Regions from separate parts of the Mus musculus genome. Here all the other regions are linked to region 1. A link is a contact called in public Micro-C data. All regions are on one chromosome and are shown on one strand. The core of a region is the stretch at or near the end of the contact, and the rest is flanking DNA. Distances in the headings are between cores, read along the strand shown. Region 1 has its middle 18 kb from the start of Serp2. Region 2 has its middle 98 kb from the start of Gm30365. Region 3 has its middle 37 kb from the start of Gm30365. Region 4 has its middle 32 kb from the start of Lacc1.

Region 1 (5,976 bases), core at 2,422-4,921:
GTTGTACAAGCTTGCAATCCCACCAACAATGGAGGAGTGTTCCCCTTTCTCCACATCCTTGCCAGCATCTGCTGTCACCTGAGTTTTTGATCTTTGCCATTCTGACTGGAGTGAAGTGGAATCTCAGTGTTGTTTTGATTTGCATTTCCCTGATGATTAAGGATGTTGAACATTTTTTCAGGTGCTTCTCTGCCATTTGGTATTCCTCAGGTGAGAATTCTTTGTTCAGCTCTGAGCCCCATTTTTTAATGGGGTTATTTGATTTTCTGGAGTCCACCTTCTTGAGTTCTTTATATATATTGGATATTAGTCCCCTATCCGATTTGGGATAGGTAAAGATCCTTTCCCAATCTGTTGGTGGCCTTTTTGTCTTATTGACGGTGTCTTTTGCTTTGCAGAAGCTTTGCAATTTTATGAAGTCCCATTTATCGATTCTTGATCTTACAGCACAAGCCATTGCTGTTCTATTCAGGAATTTTTCCCCTGTACCCATATCTTCAAGGCTTTTCCCTACTTTCTCCTCTATAAGTTTCAGTGTCTCTGGTTTTATGTGGAGTTCCTTAATCCACTTAGATTTGACCTTAGTACAAGGAGATAGAAATGGATCAATTCGCATTCTTCTACATGATAACCACCAGTTGTGCCAGCACCATTTGTTGAAAATGCTGTCTTTTTTCCACTGGATGGTTTTAGCTCCCTTGTCAAAGATCAAGTGACCATAGGTGTGTGGGTTCATCTCTGGGTCTTCAATTCTGTTCCATTGGTCTACTTGTCTTTCACTATACCAATACCATGCAGTTTTGATCACAATTGCTCTGTAGTACAATTTTAGGTCCGGCATGGTGATTCCTCCAGAGGTTCTTTTATCCTTGAGAAGAGTTTTTGCTATCCTAGGTTTTTTGTTATTCCAGATGAATCTGCCGATTGCCCTTTCTAATTCGTTGAAGAATTGATTTGGAATTTTGATGAGGATTGCGTTGAATCTGTAGATTGCTTTTGGCAAGATAGCCGTTTTTACAATGTTGATCCTGCCAATCCACGAGCATGGGAGGTCTTTCCATCTTCTAAGATCTTCTTTAATTTCTTTCTTTAGAGACTTGAAGTTCTTATCATACGGATCTTTCACTTCCTTAGTTAGAGTCACGCCAAGGTATTTTATATTATTTGTGACTATTGAGAAGGGTGTTGTTTCCCTAATTTCTTTCTCAGCCTTTGTGTACAGAAAGACCATTGACTTGTTTGAGTTAATTTTATATCCAGCTACTTCATTGAAGCTGTTTATCAGGCTTAGGAGTTCTCTGGTGGAATTTTTAGGGTCACGTATATATACTATCATATCATCTGCAAAAAGTGATATTTTGACTTCTTCCTTTCCAATTTGTATCCCCTTGATCTCCTTTTGTTGTCTAATTGCTCTGGCTAGGACTTCAAGTACAATGTTGAATAGGTAGGGAGAGAGTGGACAGCCTTGTCTAGTCCCTGATTTTAGTGGGATTGCTTCCAGCTTCTCACCATTGGATGTAGTCTGATGGCATTGGACATACACATTGCTGTGACATCACCATGCACACCCATCTCTATTGGAACTCCTGAACCAATTGCGTATAAATCCCTCCCTCACCCCACAGCAGAAATGGGATTCTGTTTCCCAAAGGAAGAGATGTGTAAAACTTTTCAGTCACCCATTCTGACATGGCTGGATCTGTGCAGAGAGGTTTAAAGCCCAGAGAGTTCCTAGCTAAGGGCCCACCTTTTGTGAATTCTTTATAGTGGTTAAGGAAGGCACTTGGAGAAATGGTGTCAATACTGAAAGTTACATGGCTGCTGCTTCCTAGAGCCTGGAACTGCTGATTCTAAAAGGAGGTGAGTTCTTGGAAGGTGGGGAATGGCTGCCTGGTTTCAGAGTGTGTTCCTCTGGGGTCTCTTCAAAGCTTTGGAAGGAGTCTTTCCCATAGGCATCTCTGTGTTGAGGTCGGGGCATTTGCCATTATCTTCATTTTTGCATAGACAGAGGTAAGAAAAATAAATGTGTCTCCCATCTTGAAGTTGTTGTTGTTGTCCTTGTTGTTTTTGTTTGTTTGCTTTTGAGCTAGGGCTTCTCTGTGTGGCCTTGGCTGTCCTGGAACTAGCTCTGTAGACCAAGCTATCCTCTTTCTCACAGGGCTTCTTCCTGCCTCTACCTCCCAAGGGCTGGGATTAAAGACATGTGTCACCACTGCTTGCTCTATGAAGTCTTTGTAGACAACTCAATAAGTCTTTTTTTTTTTTTTTTGGCTTTTTCTGAAATTCTGCCACTCTTTTTTTCTGAGTCAAGCATCCAACAGACACTGTACATTGATTGGAAAATTCTTCTCTCTCGGTAAGGCCTGACTTGTTCCCTAATGCTCTCCTTAAGGACAAGAACCTTTGACTCAGCATTTGCCTTACCCAACCAGAATTCCAGGGGCTTTTTACCAGAAAGAATACATGGTTGCACTTTGCTGCCCCCCAGCCCCTCTCTTTCATCCCTCTGTCGTGGTCCTCTCCTGTCTTCCCAGCACCTCGGGGGAATCCCCCCTTTTTCCCTCTAGGCTTCTCAGAGCAGAGCTCTTGTGCTTTGAGGGGCAGCTTCAGAAGTGTGGAAAGAAGACTCCATTGGGACTCAGAGCCGTGAGCTCTAGAACTCCATGACCTAGGAAGGCTTTGTGTGCTCACCCATGAGCAAAGCTTCCTCAGAAGGGTGGCTCTGAGCAATGAGAGCAGATGCTTACTTGAGCTACAATCCACGACTGTGTCAAGGTTTTGAAGTCTGGCTCAGCTGACAGTGCCTCTGGTGCACTGGAAGTGTTGACAAGACCGACCTTAGAGACTTATTCAATAGCTAATAAATGTGGGGCCACAGAGGGCTACAGTGACTTAACTATAAATTTCTATATCCATATATATATATACACATACGCATATATGTGTGTGTATAATATATGGGTATATATATAAAATGTTTCCACTTAGATGTTTTAGCATCACCTATGTTCCTAAATGGAAGGTGCTATGGAATCCAAAACTTCACAGATTTCAGCCCTACTGCTCAGTAGCCTTTCTGCTCAGATGAGGTGGTGTCCTGGGACTCGGACACCCAGGAAGCACACAAGTCTGAGGTGAGACAGTGACCCAAGGAAAGGCATCCTGAGATATGGGGACCAGGAACCACACAGCTCTGGGAGGAATCCTCCTCAGCTGAGGCGTTACAACTCCCAAGGGGAGGGGATCCCCAGCTGAGCTGGAACCTCAGCCTTTTCATAGCTTTCAAAGTTTTTTCATAGCTTTGTAATACCCAAAATGAATTCAAGACCACCCAGTACCTTCCCCCTTCAAAAAGGACTTTCCAAACTGTACTAGCAGGCCAAGTACAGAGCCAGATAAGGAAGCTGGCTGACTAAACAAGTGTAAAAACATAGTTTTAGCGGTCAAAATGATTAAGCCTGCAGCTACCAAAACAATATTAGCTGTTCTCAGAGAAATAACCATAACAAGATTAGCAATTCTCCTGCCCCCTGCCCCACACTGAATTCCGACAAAGACCACAAACAACCCTGACCTTGGTGCGAGAATTCCCTTGACGTTAACAGCTGTGACGTTAATGTACTATTACCTTGCTAACCAAATCATAATAACCCACCATGGGGGGCAAGCAAAAGGGTCAGTTAGTCACTATACAAACCAACCAATGCCTGAAAGGGTCACTTGCTACACCAATGAGAACCCTGTTGCTCAAATCTGCCCCTTACAAAGATATAAAAAGTGTGTTCTTTCTTTGTTCTTGGTCTCTCCTCTGGCCTGCGTGCTGGGAGGGGAGTCCCCAACATGTTGGATCCTCATGCATTTTGCAGCGATGGCAGCGGTCTTTGTGGTCTTTCTGAGTAAGGGTCTTTTGACGAACTACAACAGCTTCTTGTCTTTTTCCACTGAATCACACCAGGTAGCAAATCTCATAAAAGAGACTTATTGGAGAGAGAAGGGAAGAATCCCAAGAGAGAGCAGACAGCAGCAATGAATTGGACAAAGAGCAGGGCTTATATACATAGGGGTTCTTGTGGGGTGGACGGTCTAGTGTGGAGATGTTCACGATGGGGATTGGTTGGATTTCCAGCCCTGAGCTTGGGGAGCTCAGTGATTGGTGGATTTTCCTGTTCAGGGATTGGTGAGTTTTCGTGCTCAGAGATTGGTGGCTTTTGTTCAGACTTTTCACTTAAAATTAGCATGAACTGGGGAGGGTCCTGTTGAGGGGCTGGAGATGACCTTTGTGACAGTTATGGCAGTTTGGAAGGTCTTGGAGAGGGACCTGGGTGCTGTAGCTCCTCCAGCTGGAGCCCTGGCTACTTGGCTGCCTCGAGGGTTTATAATGTTTACAAAGTGGCTTTCCTGATACTTGAGCCCCATGGATATCTAACAAAATGACCATGTCAGTTTTTACCCTTCAGTTATTACTCTCCATCATTCTTGACACTGTTTTTCCTACCATCTTCTCCATTCCTCGGCAGCATATGCTTTTTAAAACATGCTTAGGTTCCGACGGGAGACAGTCTTTTTTGCTATGGGAGAATTATTGTGAAATCAAGAATGTAGGGAACATACTAGGAATGGATTGAAGTCACTGACTACCAGACTCGGTTGGAGATCCTGTAATTATTGTTTTTGCTGTTTTCTTCATATGCTGGTTAATTAATTAATTTATTTATTTTATTTATTTATTTATTTGGTCAACTTGCCACACATTAGAGTCACCTGGAAAGGAGGGACCCTGACAGATGGATTGACCCCATTCCTTTGGCTTCTGAGCAAGTCTGTTGGGGGCATTTTCTTGAGTGATGTAGGAGAGCCAAGCCCAGTGTGTCACCCCTGGGCAAGTGGTCCTTGGTTGTATAAGAAAACAAGCTGAGCAAGCCAGTGAGGGCACTCCTTTGTTTTCTACCTCTGCTCCTACTGAGTTTTTGCCCAGACTTTCAATGATTGACTGTCATTAGGATGTGTCCACCAAATAAATCCTTTCCAAGTCACTTTTTGGTGTGATGTTTCTCACGGTATCAGAAAGCAAGCTAGCACAGTAAAGTGTAAAAGCAAGTGTTCCATAGACTCTGAGTCTCATGTTTTCTGCTATGACATCATTGCCATAACTTTCAAGACCTCTGAATGTGTATCATGTCTCCGTCTCAGCATTCAATATGGCAGAGGATCAGTTTCACTTTGCTTGTGTGACTGTTTATTAAGTGTTGGTCTTCGCTATGGGCTCCAGGAGAGTATTTGCTGTCTGTCATCAGGTCATCGAGGGCTGAGGAGAGTAAGGGAAGATAGTATCAGTGCGATTCAACACACACACACACACACATACACACACACACACACACATACACACACACACACACACACACAAATAGAATTATTCCAGGATCCCCTTAACACTCTGCATTCCACATATCTTTAACTCCATTATTAAAGATGAAAAGTTCAGGGCAAATTAAACTCATATCTGTGTAGTCAAGGGCATAGATTTTTAGTTCAAATCCTGCATTTCTACTTACTGTGTGCTCTAAGTGAGTTTATTATGTTCTCCAAACCTCAGTTTTAGTCACATATAAAACCAGTGTAGTAGTTCTGAGTCTCCTTGAGTAGTGTAGAAAACTCTGGTGCACAGTAGGCATTCAATGAAAACCAGTAATTATTACTAATCAAATGCTTTGGGTAAAGGCTTCACAGAATACAAATTAATCTCCTGTCACTCTCTACATGTAAAAATAATGGGTGTGTGGCCTGAAAGGCTCGGAAAAGGAAGCTGCTTAAATATCAAAGTCACTCAGAGTTCTGGAAATCTCATCTCCTTGGTTTGAAAATAAAAACACAGATCGATCTTTGATGCTAAACCTCCTAATTCTATCTGAACTGTGTTTTCTGAAGGCTGCCACACGACCCACTTGGCACATGTTTACAGCTACATATTCT
Region 2 (6,573 bases), core at 2,477-4,976, 360 kb after region 1:
ATCTGATTCCATTGCCTCCAGAGTTGTATATTACAGACCCTTAGTCAGCCCCTTTGGTTTGATTGTTAACAATAGATAGAATTTCTACATCACCAAATCTCTAAAGACCAGTGTATTGATAGGTGCTATACTTCTCACAGGAGGAAAGAGCCAGAAAAGTGACATTGTAGAAGTTGTTACTGAGCAAGAAGCCACCTCAGATGTGGAAGATACCTACAGGTAGCTCTGTCAGCAAAAACAGCAGGTCAAAAAAAGTCCACATGTGACATTCAAAGGTTGGGATGACAAGGAGCTATGTGCTACTGTACGACTGCAATGCCTGCCTCTGAAGGTGCCAGCAGTTCTAAAACCAGGGCCAGCCCACATCCTCAGGTAGATGAAAACAGTTACCATTATATTCACATTACCCAGCAAGCTCTAAAGATCATGGTGTGAATGAGGTCAGTTGAGGTCTAAACGGAACTAGAATTTCTTCAGATTTGCTACCTGTGACACCACTATCCTGCTGCACAAGGAGTTCTGAGCCACTGGAGCAGAAAGCCGCAGTGGCATCCCAGGAAGCGTTCTTTCCCGGGATCTGCTCCACTGAGCATCCTTCTCTCATGACAAGTTGTCTGTGTTGTTTCGGGGCTTTGCCAGAGAGCTTCATCTCAGATATCCGCACTTATTTCTTAGGCCATAAAAATGCTGGTTTGAATTTATTAACAGTAAATTCATGTGTGTGTTCTCCTGGGTCATTTTCACCCTGACAAGAACCAGAGTAACACCAATTAATTAATTAAATTTTTCATTAACCCCAAGAGTACTTTCCAGTTTTACACTTCGCAGGAAATTGTTAGTTTTATTATTACGGCATGTTGGCTTGTGGGTAGCTGGGGTTGCCTTCTTAGATGCTATGCAATTCTTCTACCTCTTACCCTGCTCTGGGAGGTCATTGATCCCAACAAATGAGAACAGGAAAATAAAAAAAAAAATAGATGGCAGAGAGGGGAGCTGAGAAGTCAGCTTCAAGTCCCTTTTGGTTGTCTCCCATCACCTTCTTGCTTCAGACACAGCTTGATCCAGAAAACAGTTGGAACAGAGTACCAAGAGCTGAGGAATATCTCCTCCTCCAACTGTATCCATCCATCCATCCATCCTTCCATCCATATATATATTTATATCTCTCTATATATACATACACATATATACATATATTTATATCTATACATATCTATATGTACATATATACATCTATATACATGTATGTACATGTGTGTGTATATACACACATATATACATACACATATCATACACACAAATGTGTATATATTATATAAAATGATATATAATGAGAATGCATTTTCTTTTTTCAAATTAATATTTTTTATTTACATCTTGATTGCATCTTCCCCTCTCTCCCCACCCCCCCCCCATCCTCCAGTCCTCTCTCTCTCCTCAGAAAAGGGGAGGCCTCCCATAGATATCAACCTGCCTTGGCATATCAAGTTGCAGTAGGACAAGGTGAATCTTCTCCTATTGTGGCTAGGCAAGGCAGCTCAGTTAGGAAAGAGATTCAGAGGCAGGCAACAGAATCAAATGCAGCACCTGCTCCTGCTGTTAGGAGTCCCACATGAAGACTGAGCTGCCCAACTGTTACATATGTACAGAGGACCTAGGTCCATCTCATGCATGCTCCTTGATTGGCAGCTCAGATTCTGTGAGCCTCTGTGGACCCAGGTTAGTTGTGTGTAGGTTTTCTTGTGATCTCCTTGACCTCTCTGGCTCCTTCAATCCTTCTTCCCCCCTTCTCCATGGGATTCCCCAAGCTCTTCCTAACGTTTGGCTGTAGGTCGCTGCATCTGTTTCCATCAGTTGCTAGGGGAAGCATCAGAGATGACAGTTATACTAGGCTTCTGTCTGCAAGTAGAGTCGAATGTCATTAATAGTGTCAATGGAGGGCTCTCTCTCTTTCTCATGAGCTGTGTCTCAAGCTGAGCTAGGTTGTCCATCCCCTCAAATTCCACTACATCTTTATCCCTGCACATCTTGTAGGTAGGACAAATTGTGGGTCTCAGGATTGGTGTACACTCTCTCTATTGGAAGTCTTTTCTGGTTACAGGAAATAGCCATTTCATGCTCAATGTCCCCCATTGCTGGGAGTCTTAGCTAGGGTCACCCTCATAGATTTCTGGGAGTTTCCATTGTTCAAGGTTTCTTGCTTGTGCCAGAGACCCCCCTCCTCCCCCTGTACTGATTCCAGTCTTTTTTTTTTTTTTTAAGAAAGGGAGACTACACAACTCTCTCCATTTTCTAAGACAATAAGTCAAAACTGAGCAGACAAATAGTTCCCTTTAAAAGATGGTGCTAAACGAAAACAACAAAAACAAACAAAACCCCATGTGGGGTTTCTTCTTTGAAGCTTGGTTCCAAAGGCGTGCTGTTTTATCCAAGCTGCAGACCAACACAGTTGGAATGCTCATATCTACATAGGATGCAGTATCACCCAAAGCAAAACAGCTTACATTAATAGATGTAGAACTTACCTGCTGGGTGGTGCAGGGAGGGAGGTAGGGAGGGAGGGAGGTAAGGAGGGAGGGAGGGAGGGAGGGAGGGAAGAGGGGGACAGAGGAAGAGAGAGAGACAGAGAGAGAGAGAGAGAGAGAGAGAGAGAGAGAGAGAGAGAGAGAGAGAGAGAGAGAACCAATCCCCTCCTCTTGGGCAATGTTAGTACATCTCTGAAGATCCAGAAATGAATAAACCCAACAAATCATATTAATATGCTTTATGCATGAAATGATTTTAGAACAAAGAAAAAAATGGATCATGCAAGCTCATTGTTGCCTCTTGTTTATTCTTTCATTTGCACGGGAAAGTAATTACGACAACATCAAGAAAAACTGCATCAACTGCTCATCAATTACCATGCTATCAAGTTCTTCCCCTGCAAAGTCACTGCTACCCACACTCCTTGAGATTCTCTGTTGCTTAGCTTCCCCCCAGCAGCCATTCCACTGGGTAGTGCTGAGCCTCTCTGGTGAAGTCAGCCCAGCGAAGCTTCTGGTTGGCAGACTTCTCAGAAGCAGGCCTGACAGACATTCACAACTCATTCCCACCCATCAGTCTGACAGGCAGCACAGAGCTAAACATCAGTATCTGTGGGAATGCTTCTCTAGACCCAAGCGCACACCAGCCAGACCAATATCAAGGAAAAGAACACATGTTGTTTTGCTAACAGAGTTTAACAGGATAACATGTGTGTTATTCTGCACACATGTGCACACTCTTGCCAAATACAAAAGAAGCCCTGCAGGGCTGCCATGGTGCTCTTCCCTGAGCTTACAGGGACAATCGGGGAACCCAGGGCAGGAGAGAGAGAGAGAGAGAGAGAGAGAGAGAGAGAGAGAGAGAGAGAGAGAGAGAGAGAGAGAGAGGAAGAGACACGAAGAATGAGAGCAAGTCAATCATACTGATCAAGCTCTGAAAACTTTATTCAGGAGTGGCAATGTAAGCATAAGCAAGAGGAGGCTCCAAGGAAGGGGGAAAGAGCCCGGGGTTCTCTGAAGGTCAGGTGGCAATCTTCAGCTCCTGGAACCAACGGTCACAGTGTCCTCTTTTCTCACAAACATTCTTACTGTTATGACCATGAATGTTCTCTCAGGATTGTTTATGTAAGCTAGAAAATATCCACAAGGCCATGGCTGAGGCCATGGCTCCCGGCAGTGCTCTACAAGATTTTAACCTTGACTTGGCTTATGTGTAACGTCCTCCCTCCCCCTCCTCCTCCCTCTCCCTCTCCCCTCTTTCCCTCTGCCCCCTCTCTGTCTTTCTCTGTGTCTCCTCTGCATCTCTCTCTGTGTCTCTGTTTCTCTCTCTCTCTTTCCACCTGCCATACACACACACATACACACACACCATACACAGGCATGTGTACATGAAACAGACTTAAAAACAATTTATTTTATGTATCTTTGTCAGCTTTTTAACATTATTTATTGTCTACTCTGTGTTTGTGTGTGTGTGTGTGTGTGTGTGTGTGTGTGTGTAGTGGAGGTGCACATGTGGAGAAAACTTAAATCTATTCTCTCCTTTCACCGTGTGGATCTGGAGGTCAGAGGTCGGGTGGAGTGACCAAACTCAGGTCATCACAATTGGTGACAATGGCATTTACCTCTGGAGCCATCTCACTGGCCTATATTTTTCTTATTTAAAAAAAAAAAAAAGGCTTCAGAAAACAGAGAGACTTCTGTCATCCTTACATGGCACAGTGCCCTGACACCCCACATGCCTTCTTCCTTTGGTTGCCAGCACAGAAATGATATCTACCCTTTGGACTCAGACTCTGTGAGATGAGTACATTCCATTCCTGCAAAAGGTGTTAGGAAAAATGTTTGAAAAAGCAATGTATTTTCTCCCTCTAGGTTTACGTTCAGTGAGTAAGAGAAGATGCTACAAATGAGAGCTAACTGGTAGGCCCCAATTGCTGCCTGTACCAGCTCTTGGTTTCATAGTTTTATTTCTATAAAGATCTTCTAGATCATACAGTTTGGAAAAATGCAGTTAAGGTGCAGTTAGAAATTGTAATAATGTGCTGAAAGAATTAATGTTCGGTGAAGTCGTTTTTGTGGATAACTTTAAACTGGTTTTACTTCAGTTCCCTGAGACAGAAAACAAACTGATCCCCCACTGAATGTCAGGGGACAAACATTATCACTTACCAAAGAGACTGTTGTGAGGGGGAAAAAATACCTTTTGTATTGTCCAGATGTTAACCATGGAAGCAAAGTCACAATGTGACCTCTCCATGCCCTGTCACGTTAGGAGCAAAGATCCCTTAAGAAAGTGAGCAGAGTTCAGTTGTCACATCTGGGGGGTCCTTTGATGGTCACAAAAAGTCTAGTATTTGTTAAATATACAGATCACCAGTGCTGCTCACTAGCATCTATCCAGACAGACTCAAAGCCAAAATTAACAACTGCCGGTAATAATCTGAAGGCAAATGCTGAGGAGACTTGTGTCACCAGGCAGGCAAATGGAGAGGTCCTACGGGAGTGAGCTGAGGTCTGCAGAAGGACTTGGCCAGGAGTGAAATGGCCAGGGGAGCAGATTGCCCCTTACAGAGTTCCTGCAGCATCTGGCAGAAAGGTGTCTAGATTGAGGCCAGCATCATTTGGGAGGAAAGGCAGGACCAGGCAAACACAGTGTTGGTAGGGGGTCCTGCTCTGAATCATGTACCCTTTAGGCAGCAATGCAATTTGTAGAAGGCAGAATAAAGCTTCCACAGGAGACAGCCATAAGAGAATCCAGGGAAGTTGTTGGGACAGCAAACCAAAGTGCCCCTGAGCAAAAAGAAGAGAGTCTGTGCATTCCTAAGGTGGGGGATGAGAACTGATTTCCTGAGCCATGTCTTCTGCCTACATGTGTGTGCCTTGCCATGGCTAATCCTCACGTGAGCATTTTTGTAAAGACATGGAAGACGGAAGCATCCAGGGATGCTTTTTGAAAGAATACAGCCCAACGGACATCTTAGTCTTATCCCTGTGAGAACTCTGCCTGATTTCTGACTCAACAAAAGTGTAAGTGGCTCACAGCTTTAGATTTATGGTCACAGGCAGGTAGATTTAGTGAGTTCAAGGTTAGCCTGGTTTATATAGTGAGATCTAGGACAATCATGGCTGTATAGTGAGACCCTCTCTAGACAAAAAAAAAAAAAAAAAAAAAAAGATATTACTTTGTTCTTTGTTTTTTTAAATTTAATATAAAAAATTTTAAAACACTTTGAGACTCTTATATGTACATACAATGTTTTTTTTATTATATTCACATCCTCCTACCTCAATATTCCCTGGCACCTCCAAATCCATTCCCAATCTCACCCCCCCCTTCCCAGTTGGTGTTTCCCATATCTGCATGGATGTGGGGCCACTGACAAGCAGAGTCATAATTTGTAGTCCTAAGACACCAAAACTTGAACAATTTTTTTTTTATAACAAGAACAGAAAGCCAGGCCAGAGTTTTCCTCAGAAAGTGCGTAGCCCACACATGAGAGCAGACATTGCCATGGAAAACAGTAAATTACCAGATTTTTTCCTCTTATTAAAAATTGTTTTTCTCACATGATATATTCTCAGTACTGTTCCCCTACCTCTGTTCCTCTCGGTTCCTCCCCACCTCCTCTCCCATCCACATCTGCCCCTTTTCAGTCTCTCATTAGAAAACAGACACGCATCTAAGGGATAATATTAAAATAAAATAATAAAATATAGTAAGATAAAACAAAAGCAAACTGGAATAGGACAGAACAATCCAACAGAAGGAAAAGAGCCCAAAACACAGCACAAGAAACACAGATGCAGAGACCCACTCATTCATGCACTGATGAAACTCAAAAGCTTCTGTAAGGCAAATAAAGAACTCAGGAAGTTAACCTCCAAAGAAACCAAATAACCCAATTAAAAAGGGGGAGGGGGTTACAAAGCTAAACAGAGAATTCACAACAGAAGAAACTCGAATGGCTGAGAAGCAACTTAAAGAAATGTTCAAAGTCCTTAGTCATCAGAGAAATGCAAATCAAAACAACCCTGAGATGCCACC
Region 3 (5,972 bases), core at 2,608-5,107, 300 kb after region 1:
TTTAGACTCCTCCCCTTACCTAGATTTTTGTTTCAACAACGATAAACCTGCCTTTTGCCATCTGTCATCAACTTAACTCATGGCTCAAGTCTAATATGCATATATAGTGACTTCAGAACCAGTTACCCTCCTGGGAAACAGGCATACCTAGTCAAGTACTTTAAAAACATTTCCTTACCCTCTTCGTATGCGCTCTGTCCACTTCCTACATCACCATGAATGGCAACCCCGTGTTTTACATATCTTCCTCTCATAGATTATATTCCTCTGTTATAGCTTCTCCTCCTTCACAAGTTTTTTTTCAAGTTTGCATTAAAGCAAACTGTATTCTTCCTGCTATTCAAATGGTTTGATGAGTTTCACCAAGAGAATAGCTCTCTCTATCCATGATTTCAGATGACTTTATGTCATTAACCTAATGAGAGACCGTACCCACACAGAAGCTGACATAAACACTGTCTCTCATTCTTCTGTAGGTACCTACAGAACTGGAATTGCTGGCCCAGGTTAAACTCATTCACAGTTGTTGATAACTGACTCTAGGCTGCCACATAAAGAGTATCTTTTACATTGTTGGAAAGATCAAATAGAAAATAGAAGAGTTCTGAGAAGAGAATCGGATTGTTTGCTGTTAATGTGTAGGTATCTGTGTATAGTGGGGGGTTATTAATGATAGTGGTGGCAGTTGCCTATTTTTCCCTAACTGGGTCTTTTGAAATAATCCAAGGATTCTTGCCTGTTCAGGCCAAGAAGCAACATCTCCTTTGGGCATGGATTAGCACCTATCACCTATCATTTTTCAACAGTTTCCAGGAAGGGAGTTTAAACTGATGATAAAATCTAGAAAGAACTGGAGTTAGATGGGAAAAAAAGTCCTTGTGTAGGTAGCTAGAAGAGGAATTGCCCAAATGAGGATTAGTCTACCTGTCTATCCATCCACACATATACATGGTTACTTCTATGTATCTGTTCATATGGATGGAGCTTTCTTGCTCTGGGCCAAATGACAATTTGTTCTTCAGACTAAAGCTCGTCATCACTCAGCAATGATCCCATCAAGACTCCAGACTCTGTTGCATCAGTAAAGAGTTTAAGAGCTATGTTGGCCTGGGCAGGAGAGACAGAAACACACAAAAAGAAAGGGGAGAACTGAACTTTAAACTTCACAATCGTGAGGGGCTGGGTGATTTGTAAATGTCACAAGCGCCACAGTGTCTTTTCATTCTAATGCTTTCCCGGAGATGCCACCCTCCTTTGAGTCTTCAAAGGGATTTAATTTTGATCTTTTAGAAATGTTCTTTTCTTCTGAAAAGAAAAATTTGTCATGGCAACAGAAGCAAATGTAAAATTGTGTGGGCATTCACAGTTCTCCAGACTAGTTAGAATTCTCAAGCTCTGTTCTTGCTTTCCGTGCTGGTGCCGAGGAGACCAGAGGGCAAGGGCAAGAATGGAGGAATATCTAGAATACCCTCAATCGGTATTTCGGCAGGTCTGTACCTCATGGAGAAGGAGTAAGAGTAACACACACACATCTATCTGGCATAATGTATGATATCTATATACATGTACATATACATACTCATCTACACGTGTTGTATATCTACGTTCATACATACAATTTTTTTTTATTGGAGAAATCTTAGAAGTTAGATTTGAATCATCTAAATGGAGGCTTGTTCTCCCCTTCTACTATGGTTTGGATGTGGTTTGTTTCTATCACAATTCCAGTTTAACCGTGGATGTTACAAGGTTGGCGATGGTGGCAGAATGAAAGGTAACTAGGTGGTGAAGCCAGTGTCCAAAATCCAAACCAGTGCTGGCAAAATGCCCACGCCTTGGCAGTGGCAAACCTTCCATTCATAACAGTCTGTGACTACAGTGTGAGCAGAGTCAGGAAGAGAACTACCCGGAACTACCCATTGCGAATGTTCTAGACTTACGAGTCAAAAGTTAGCATCTTTACTTCATGTTGTATGCAGCCTTAGTATCTCATCATAACAACAGGAATTGGACTACTACTGAAGAAATAATATTTATTAAGGACCCTCAATTTTTTCCCCTTTATTGCCCCCTCTCCCTTCCAGTGGCCCTGGCCTTCTGCATGGATAGTTCAGCTCCTAGCCATCCTGAGTGGTTCAACTGGACTGGGAGTACAGGGACAGAGATGACATTTCTCCAAAGCAGTTGCCTCCTCTCTTCCCCACTTTAGGTCCATGTTCATAGTTGTGCAAAATGTATTAGCTTTTACTCTAATTTCCCAAACTCAACTGGAAAATATGATTATAAATGTCTTTCCCTTTCTTGAGACTATCTACAGTGCTATCTGAGAAAGTCAGAAGTTAAACTGACCTCCTCAGGGGAGCAAAGACCTCTGAATTCCCCGTAGAGTAACAAAATGTATTAAACGGGGGATGGTTCAGGCCAGCATCCTAATTTTGCAGATGAGAAAACTGAACCCCAGAGCAGCTGGGAGGCTCTCAGTCTCACAGCTGGCTGCGGCCCAGCTGGGGCATGAATTTGTTTCCTTGGTTTCCTGACATTCTTTCTCCTCAGCTATACTTCCTCCTTGAAGAAGTGATGAGAGTCTCTGATACTTTTAAGTCTGTTGTTGGCATTTCTTTGGGAACCATGCAATGGTAGGTGTTAGGCGGTGGACATACATATAACCACTCGTTATTTATTTAACCTCACACCCATTGTAGACAGCAGAGAACCGAAGGACTGAGTAATGACATCCACAACCGCAACACCCACAACTACAACAGCACTGATGGGGCTGTGCTTCGCAATACAGCTCTCAATACAGGCAGGTATCTGAGGGACAAATGGGAGTCGCAGGAAAAGGAGCTCTGGTTCCTTCCCTCAGTTGGCATGGCAGCTCACGTCAAGTACAGTGGCGTTGTATCTGCCTATCGCCCAAGTTCCCCTACTAAAAAAATGCAAACAGTCAAACCAAGACAAAGAAAATGATTCAATAATGATGGCTGCTTGTCCCATGCTGATCAGTCAAACTGAGAAACAAATCAATTCAGGTCTGGCAGAAGTCCCCGAATGCTGCCGCTTTTCTTGTTATTTTGTTTTGTTTCTTGTTTTTTTGTTTGTTTTTGTTTTTGTTTTTGTTTTTTGTTTTTTTGGTTTTTTGTCTAGTCTTTTTAAACTTTGAATTTCTTCTGTGGCTCTTCATTCCTGCCCAGGGAAGCTGCTTGAATCTTGTTATCCCCATATCCTTTTTCAAGTTCTCCCAGTATTATTTAGTGCATAGGACTGAACACAAGGGACGGCTCCATAATTCCTTCCACAGTCAGCTCCAACCTTTCTTTCTACAGATGCTTCGTTCAGACAGCCTCGTCCAGGAATCAGGTCAGAGCCGTACCAGAGCTTGGCTGCTTCTCTGGAAATGCGGAGTGAACCACAGGATTTTTAGCAGAGCCTGTTTCAGCCAGTGATTGGAAATGATGAAGTGCTTTCAAGATCAGCATCTCAGATCACTCGTTTATGGTTGGCCTAGAAATGAATCATTTATTTTAGGTCTGGGCCTTAAGGGGAAAAAAAAAAAGCAAAATCAAAGCTTGGATGCTTTGTTTTCATGGTTCTCCTTATATCAGGCAAGGAGAAGAGGGAGGGCACTGTGGGCTTTAGTGGGAACGGCAACACAGCACTATTTCCCTTCCTTTGTTGGTAACATTTTCCTAGCTGCATCCACTTCCATTTTATGACTCAATTTACTGTGTTTAAAATTACACCACATTCTTCCTGCTATGCTTAGGTCAACTATACGTACTGTGTATACAGTGGGAAATTCTTCCTCACAGTGCTGGAGAGTGCTATGGCCTTTGTATTTGTGTCCTTGTTGCCATGGTGACCAGAAAAGGTTAAAGCCAGGGCCTTAGAGAGTAGAGTGGCTAAGCAAATAGCTATGACTCGGTGTGCACCTCAAGATGAGGATTAAAATGTCCTACAACCGCTGTCATAAAATTCACTTTCCATTTCTCTCGTGTGGGTTATTGCCTGATATACATATTCTCAAAACCATCTCACTCCACTTGGCCCTTCCTCTGTAAGGTACAGCTTCATGGCCATGTCTCTCTGACGATAACCTCTGCAAATCCAGGAGCAAAGCTTTATATCCACATGTGAAGAAGACACACCGATGAGAATATCAACAAGCCAGCCTATCTTCTTTGTGCCCTCCACTTTAAATCCATTTAGATGAGAATAATAAAGCATCACCCCTGTTTGTTTAAGAGGTTGCTAAATAAACTTGGGCAATGCTTAATAACACGGACTGTGTTAAACATTTACCAGCTGTGAGCACACAGACTCGCCTTTATGTTGGGCAATGATCCCCAGAGCCCCAACTCAATATTTCTTTATATACTTTAGCTGCCCTTGAGTTGAACTTAAAGGGCTTGTTTCAAAATTAACTTTGCATATAGGTAGAGAATGTCACACTTGCCAGGCCCAGGGCTGTCACAGCATGAAGAAAAGAGACCATTTTCTATTTCTAGTTTCAGGTTCAAAAGTAGGCTCGGGAAAGAACCTTCATTAAGTACTTTCCTGTCCCCTCTGCCCATTGCACAAGAGTAACAGTATATCCAGGCCCTTCAATTCATTGTTGAACTTTTAACTTACTTAGTACCTAAGTTTTCCACCATCTTGGTTTTTTTGCAATATATTTTCATGCTGCCAATATAATGGACATTAAGTCATAGGTTTACATTTAGGTGCTTATTTCCTGCTTTTAATGTAACTTCATACTTACTACATTAGCAAATCAAAAATATTTTAGCTTCTATCCTGGCCCCTGTTCTGCCATCTGGTGGACAAATGAGGAAGGGATGGGGATTAAATAATAGACACGTAGTTTTTCCTTTATGGGACCTGTAAGTGCGTCTATCAGCAAGTGTTTAGGGGGTGTTATTCATCAAACGGTGCCCAGGAAGGCACACAATCAAATGTCCTACTCTAGGGAATAACCGGTCCATTCGGTTCCTAGGAAGACTATGACCGGTTATGGAATCGACAGCCTCTTGTCTGGGTTAACAGAACAGTCAGTAAAATGCTTGCCTTACAAAGAGGGCCCTGACTTTAATACCTAAAACCCGTTAAAAAAAATAGCTCAGCATAGTGGCTTAGATGCCTACTAGTGTGGGGGAAGAGAGACAAGTGGCTCCCAGAGGCTCGATGATCAGCCAACCTAGCATGCTTGGTGCCTTCTAGGCCAGGAAGGCACCCTATATCAAAAACAAAACAAAACAAAACAAAACAAATAAAACCCCTTGTATTATGTAAAGGTGGATGGCACCTGGGTAGCAGACTCTCCAGACTGCCCTCTGGCTCCCCCATATAACCCTGCACACATTCAGTCTTCATACACCTTAACACCAACACACACAAACACAGAAAATCAAGGGAGAAAAGGGTTCCAACATTAGAGCTACAAAAAGGGTGACTTTCACTCACTTTAGTAGGGGGTCTAATGACATTGCACCCCTGACTACAGATGCTTTTCTAAGTAATATGGGGGTGGGTGGGAAGGAAAGACAAGAACAAGGGGAGAGAATATTTTGCATTAAGAGGAGAAAAAAATTGAGCACATTAGTATTCCTTAAACTACTGTAAAGTCAATCTCTCTCTCTCTCTCTCTCTCTCTCTCTCTCTCTCTCTCTCTCTCTCTCTCTCTCTCTCCCCCTCTCGCCCCCCTCTCATTAGATTTAGGACCTTGGACATGTTCAGTGAGCATTCTACAATTCTGAAGGATCTCTTTATGAGAAAATTATCCCTGTGCACACCCACCTTTTTATCAAATTTATTATTGTGTGATATGTAATATCCAACCTGTTACCAGTTTGGGGAAAGGGTTAGCCCTTCTCAAGTGAGCTTGAGTAAGCTTGGTGAAATGTCCCATGGGTAACCAAACCTGAATTCCCATCTCCTTCCCAAACTCATAAAGCAGAGACAGCTAGTTCATG
Region 4 (5,926 bases), core at 1,691-4,190, 430 kb after region 1:
TGGGTTTTAAAATGAAGATTGTGAATTCCATTCCAAGAGTTCCTGATTCAGTGGACCACCTGGATGTGAAAATGTACACTTATTAAGTTCTCAGGTGATATCGATGACCACAAAAGCATGCGTGAGTATGGACGGATGACATGCCTGAGTGTCAGCATGATAAAGCCCCTGCCCATTTTGTTGTATGAATAAGGAAGTAGAGACAAGTGGTTAACTGTTTAAGACAGTTAAATAGCTTTTGTTTTTAAGGTCCACTTTGCACCACACAGTGGCTCTAAATTTTAGATGAGATTATGAATTTAGAGTGACTGGCACTATGCTTGGGACCTAGAAATAGTAAATATTATCATAATGTTTTTAATTGTAATAAAACTACCCTTAATAGTTCCAAGTCACATATGCATCATTTTTAAAAGAGTTATTTATTTTTACTTGATGTGTGTGTTTGCAAGTAAGTATGTATGTGTACTAGGTATGTGCAATACACATAGAGACAGAAAGAGGGCATCACAACCCCTCAAACTGAAGTTACAGATGGTTGTGAGCCACCCTGTGGATGCTGGGAACCAAACTCAGTCCTCATCAAGGGCAGGAAGTGCTCTTAACCACTGAGCCTTCCCTCTAGCACATCTCTGCTTCTGTATAAGAACTATTTGTAAGAGCTTGGTCATTTGTAAGATAAATGGCTGGAAAGAGAAATCTCTAATGTCTTCTTTTTTAGATCCAGAAAGCTCTGTTTTTACATTAGTAAGAGTATATCCCACTGATGCTTAGGAAACAGGAACACTTGATGACCACAGCTGGCTTTCTGGTGTCTTGAAACTCTTGTTTGTTATGTATGTTCTCTGGAGTTTTCATCCATACAGAAAAAGTAGAAAGTAGATATGACATTAGGTCAGTTTCTAACTCTGTTCCTAGGAACATACCTTTCTCTTATTTGTGTTTTCCAATACTTTTTTTTTTAAATCCAGGGAACAGAAGCTACATTTAACAGAAGCACTACACAGAGAAAAGGCCTTCGTTCTTTTAATTATATGGTGATCTAATTACAATAATAGGACGGATTACTTATCACACATGGGGGAGGAGGAATTTTAAATTGTGTTGGGATTAGAAACTGCAAATAATTCATTAAGATATCGCTGACTTCACTGAAGAGCCCTGTCTAAGTTCCTGTGGAATGACACGCTTATGGCCAGGGCAGTTTCTCTTTACAATGACAAGAAAGAAAAGCACAGTGGAGATGGAATGTGTGCTAGCAAACAGCTACTGTACGTTACCAGTTTTCCCTCCTTGCTGAATCTTTGCTCTCTGTGCATAAAAATGTTGTGATTTCCCCTTTCTTAGAAAAATCAAAGCTGCAGCTAGGATAGCAGTCCTCAACTTATGGATTGTGACCCCCTACAAAGGACCCTTTCACAGGGGAGGCCTAAGACCATTGGAAAACACAGATACTTACATTATGATTCGTAACAGTAGCAAAATTACATTAAGTAGCAATGAAAATGATTTTGTGGCTGGGGATCAGCTCCGTGGGGATCATTAAAGGGTCTCAGCATTAGGAAGGTCGAGAATGAATAGGCCAGGGAGATAGCTCAGTGTATAAAGTGCTTGCTCGGCAAGCGTGAGGACCTGAATGTATTCCCAGACGTGAGGTGGAGGGACTGGGCATGGTGTCTCATGCTTCCCATCTCAGGGCTGGAGAGGCAGAGACAAATGTAGTGTTGAGGTTCAGTGGTCAGGTAGCATAGCCTTGTCAGCAAGTTCCATGCTCATGAGTGACTCTGTCTTGGAAGGAATAAGGTAGATGGCACTGGGGGAACACTTAGAAAATTTGACCTCTGACCTCTGTGACCATGCACATACGCGTGTGCGCACGAGCTCGAGCCCACACACACGACCTGCCACACCCTCCCACCTCACACATACATGCACAGTTAAATAAGAAATGAGAGAAATGGTTTTCTTGGTTGCTCAGCCCTCTGTAGATGCTGCTCATTTTCTGATTTCTTTGCAGCAGTGGATCCCAGAGATGTGATGTGCTTTTCGTCTCTCAGTTGTCTTTTCTCTTCGGGTTTCTTTGATAGTGCTCGATTTTGAATTACTTTCTCAATTTTGCCTTTGAATATTTAACACGACTGCTTATTTTATCATTGGCTGTTCTTTATCAACCTGCCCTCTGAATCTTCCTCACCATCTTCTGCCTCTAAATGCCCTAGAGCCGATACGCCATTATACATCTCAATAATGACTGCATCGGTGTCCAGATGGTCTCATTTGCTATATGACTTCAGAAGCCACCTATGTACAGAGGATTTTTCAAAAGGTCTCTACCCAGGCCCTTTCTAGTCTTCCTCTCAAGACTACCACTTTATCCTCTGATTCTCTATGTCCTTTTCTCCCTTTCTGTTTCTTCACAGCGTTTGCCCTTTGGTGGTGTCTACACAGTGCATATCTGTTCATTCACATTTACCCCATCCATTTTCCACCCAAATGTATACTCCACGAAAGCACAACTTGGTTTTATTTCTTACTTCATATCTTCACCAGACAGAACAGATTCTACTGTGCTACACATTAAGTGATCAATAAATATTTGCCAAATGAATCACTGATGTCCAAATTTGTAATAATTTAACCCCCGCTTATTTAGGTCAAAAGTATCAAGGAAGAAAGAAGTTCAACTCTCAGTGTTGTTACGGCAGGTGGTCTGAGTTAATTTGCCACAAAATACCAAAAGTCAAGAGGGCTGAACTGAGAGACACAGAGTCAAGTGTGTAAGCCAACGGCAGCAAAAATCCAGCCTAGTTCAAGAAGTTGTGGCTTGGGTTAGGGAAACAATAGAGAAGAAAGGCTGAGGCACAGTACCTCATCTTTCTATCTCTCTGGTAAAGAAAGGGAGGACAAGGGCTCTAAGCAAGGCTAACCAGTGAAAACATAGCAGAAGGACGCTTTTCAAGACCCTGGAGACCTAGCATCTGGTGTCTGCTTCCTTCTGTTCAGTATAGGATCAGAGCTGCCTGCAGCTTAATGCCCAAGCCCAATCCAGTACTGTCTAGTTTCGATAGCCAGGGAGGCTCCATGAGGAATGGAAAGATAAATAAAACACAGCTGTCTTCAGGGTGTCTGTTGACTCAAGTGAGCTGAGAAGACACAGCAGCAACGTTAGGTAACAGGCAGCGTGCTCGACAGAGCGTAGAATCGCAGCAAATCATCTCTCTAAATGAGACTTGGAGTTGTGTTTAAAATAGAGCTAGTCTCTTGAGTAGAAGAAAAAGAACAATTTCCTACTTGTTCGTTGCTTCACCTGCACAGTGTAAGGTTCATGCAGAATTATTCTTTGTTTTGTTTTGTTTTTTGAAGACATGGTCTTCTTATGTGTCCCAGGCTGACCTTGAACTTTTGACCTCTCTGCTTCCATTTCCCTAGTGCTGAATTGCATGTTTGTATGATCATCCATGCTCATTTTATGTGGTGCAGTGGATTGACGCCAAGGCTCCGTGCATGCTAAACAAACACTCTGCCAACTGAGCTACAACCCCAGCCTGCCGAATTGTTTTTGCTTCCTTCTAACACTAAATTGCAGTGATTCTCAGTTCATAGGCATATACCGTGAAGACACATGTCTATGTAGATAATAAAATCGCATTAAGTAGACACTGCTAATTTATGATCAACTGCCACAGTAAGGCTAGTTAAGCTTGAGTCTATGAGTCTATATCAGTGGCACTGGTAATTTATTCATGAGCAGTGTAAACAAATTATAGAGGGAATGCCTATCTGTTTTAAAGGACAAACTGTTTTGAAAGCATCGGAGTTCTTCTAAACAGATAGCAGAAGTGAACACCGGCTCCTCCGAAAACACAAAGTAAGATCCCGAGCTGGGAGCCCCTGAGAGAAGGGTTGGCTCTTCCAATGCTCTGACCCTCAGCTCACCTCAGAGCCCCAGGGAGCCAGAACTTGTTTTGACTAAAGGAGAAACAGAGGAAATCATCTGTAGAATCATGGGGCCAGCAGACTGCCTCCCCCTGTCAACCACTCCTGCTGTCCTCATTGCTCTGGCAGTAAGAAGTGTGTATGCAAGACAGACAACAAAGTCGCTGCAGCCAGGATTATTCACAGGTTATTATGTAAAATTCCCTCATTCCGTAAGATTTATTGAATATTTATTTGCTGGGAGCATTGCTACTCATTCCGGTGTCACCATGGATTTTCAATATCAGGAGTTTATTTAGTCTATAAAAACTCCTCAGAACATATTATAGAAATACCTTGTTACTATACAGTTAGTTTCTTTTAGGAATACTGCCTCACAAGGTCGCATGAGGACCTCCCAGGCCAATGGGGCATGACCAAAATGGAAGCTAGGGAGGTTTGGAAGTGGTAAAATTTACAAAGAGTTTTTAGGAGTGAGTCCAGAATAGCTAAGCTGAGAATAAGATACAAATTGGCATTTAAAACCCACCACCAAATGGATCGTGAGTACAGGGTGGGTAAAGGAGGACAGGAATAAGAGTCATATGACCTGTCAAATGAACAGTCATTCTGAGAGCGGACCCAAAGGCTGATCTGGATGGCTCAAGGCTGCCTGGACACGGTGGCATATAGTAATTTGAAGGCTGAAGCTGGAAGATCACGAGTTCAAAGCTACTCATGATCAACAAGCCAGGGATAGAAAGGTTTCTCTAGACACCGCCTCAAAAGAAAAGACTGCAAAGACGGGCCACGGCTGAATACACAGAGGCAGGGCATTTTCAGCTGCACATTTCCTAATGCTGATCATCTGCGCATCCTTTAGGTTTCCAGCGCTGTCATCTGTTAGTGTTTTACCCAGGCCTAGCTTCTCCCCAGCAGCTCTCTCCAACTCCTCCTACCCAAAAGGAGATAGATCCCCATTGTCCAGATGTCCCATGAAAACACTGCAGTTAACCAAGCCACAGTTCTGCCATGGACACCGAGCTCCTTTAGACTAAGGACCGATTCTTTGCTTGTAGAGTTTATATTGAAACCTTTACAATGACTGAGGAACTCCCCTGTGAGAAAAGCTTTAAAAGGTACACGAAATAAGCCACAGAAATTTCATGTTGGGAAGACTGTGGGAAAAGAAAGAAGAAACCCGTGGGAAAGAAACAGCCTTGGGACTTTTTAGGATGAATGCTCAATAATGCATCATTTATTGATGCCTTCCATATATATATGTGAAGCTGATTGGCATACATAAGATAAAAATGCTCCCAAAATAAATTTAGCTTCTCATATCACCAATATAATCTTCCTAGCTGCTGTATCCTCTGTCCTAATGAATGAGATCACCACCCACTCATCCAGTGACCTTAGCCAGGAACCTGGTGGCCACCCAGCCATTTACCTCAATCAGACTTGATTCTTTGCTGACTTACAAGTGCTATTCTGCCCTTTCCTTACTTTGTTTTAGGTCTAAATATCCCCGCCACCCATCCAGGCTCTGTGGTCATTCCAATGTGGTTTCCATGCGGTAGATCTTACTCCCCTCTCATGAATCTCTATAAAACCATGGGGGCATCTTTCTGAAATGCAAGTCTATCTTTCTTATTATTCTTTCTAGACCTTACAACAATGCCCAAAAGATAAAGTCCTAACTTCTTTGCATGTCGTTCAGCCACCCCCATAATGTGGTCTCTTGCCCCTTTATTTTAATATCATTTCTAACCACTGCCCTATACACCTAAATAACAGTGTCGGGCTTTGAAAGATCACGCCATTTCCCCTCAACCCACCTCTATGATCATTTCAACTGTTTGAATTACCTTCAGACTCAACCTCAGGACCAATGTTTTCGTGACTTCCTCTGCAAGAAGCACATGAGTCCCTACTGTGCCTAGCCATTGCCTGTAACAGAGCAGAGCTCCATGTTGTGACAAGGCTTTTTCTACTAGGAGGGAAGAGA

The links. Hi-C and Micro-C count contacts between places; a contact is called where the count stands out from the background.
Region 2: a contact with region 1 is called in a Micro-C map of granulosa cells, with 3 times the contacts expected there. The contact joins two enhancer-like sites. A contact is called at or near these places in 4 of 484 Hi-C or Micro-C datasets (bone marrow-derived macrophages, granulosa cells and uterus).
Region 3: a contact with region 1 is called in a Micro-C map of granulosa cells, with 3 times the contacts expected there. The contact joins two enhancer-like sites. A contact is called at or near these places in 3 of 39 promoter capture datasets (the HPC-7 cell line, frontonasal cranial neural crest and hematopoietic stem and progenitor cells), 1 of 15 datasets of contacts at CTCF or cohesin (large pre-B cells), 11 of 484 Hi-C or Micro-C datasets (the AML12 cell line, bone marrow-derived macrophages, cumulus cells and 4 more) and 7 of 115 datasets of contacts at active chromatin or transcription factors (astrocytes, embryonic basal ganglia, embryonic stem cells and 4 more).
Region 4: a Micro-C map of granulosa cells shows a contact between it and region 1, with 6 times the contacts expected there. The contact joins two enhancer-like sites. A contact is called at or near these places in 4 of 39 promoter capture datasets (the HPC-7 cell line, maxillary cranial neural crest, second pharyngeal arch cranial neural crest and 1 more), 2 of 15 datasets of contacts at CTCF or cohesin (the NIH/3T3 cell line and large pre-B cells), 6 of 484 Hi-C or Micro-C datasets (the AML12 cell line, adipose-derived mesenchymal stem cells, bone marrow-derived macrophages and 2 more), 2 of 115 datasets of contacts at active chromatin or transcription factors (embryonic basal ganglia and embryonic stem cells) and 1 of 9 other capture datasets (embryonic stem cells).

What each region holds. Positions count from the first base shown.
Region 1 is chr14:76,571,945-76,577,920 of GRCm38.p6, forward strand. No RefSeq gene overlaps it. Among named protein-coding and RNA genes, the nearest start is that of Serp2, 18 kb to the left of the region's middle. Within about 2 kb of position 3,672, at least 4 of the 459 cell types and tissues checked have an H3K27ac peak or open chromatin away from gene starts, as enhancers often do. A contact at or near this core is called in granulosa cells, where this site is marked.
Region 2 is chr14:76,932,560-76,939,132 of GRCm38.p6, forward strand. No RefSeq gene overlaps it. Among named protein-coding and RNA genes, the nearest start is that of Gm30365, 98 kb to the left of the region's middle. Within about 2 kb of position 3,727, at least 7 of the 459 cell types and tissues checked have an H3K27ac peak or open chromatin away from gene starts, as enhancers often do. A contact at or near this core is called in granulosa cells, where this site is marked.
Region 3 is chr14:76,871,369-76,877,340 of GRCm38.p6, forward strand. No RefSeq gene overlaps it. Among named protein-coding and RNA genes, the nearest start is that of Gm30365, 37 kb to the left of the region's middle. Within about 2 kb of position 3,858, at least 146 of the 459 cell types and tissues checked have an H3K27ac peak or open chromatin away from gene starts, as enhancers often do. A contact at or near this core is called in granulosa cells, where this site is marked.
Region 4 is chr14:77,001,836-77,007,761 of GRCm38.p6, forward strand. No RefSeq gene overlaps it. Among named protein-coding and RNA genes, the nearest start is that of Lacc1, 32 kb to the right of the region's middle. Within about 2 kb of position 2,941, at least 28 of the 459 cell types and tissues checked have an H3K27ac peak or open chromatin away from gene starts, as enhancers often do. A contact at or near this core is called in granulosa cells, where this site is marked.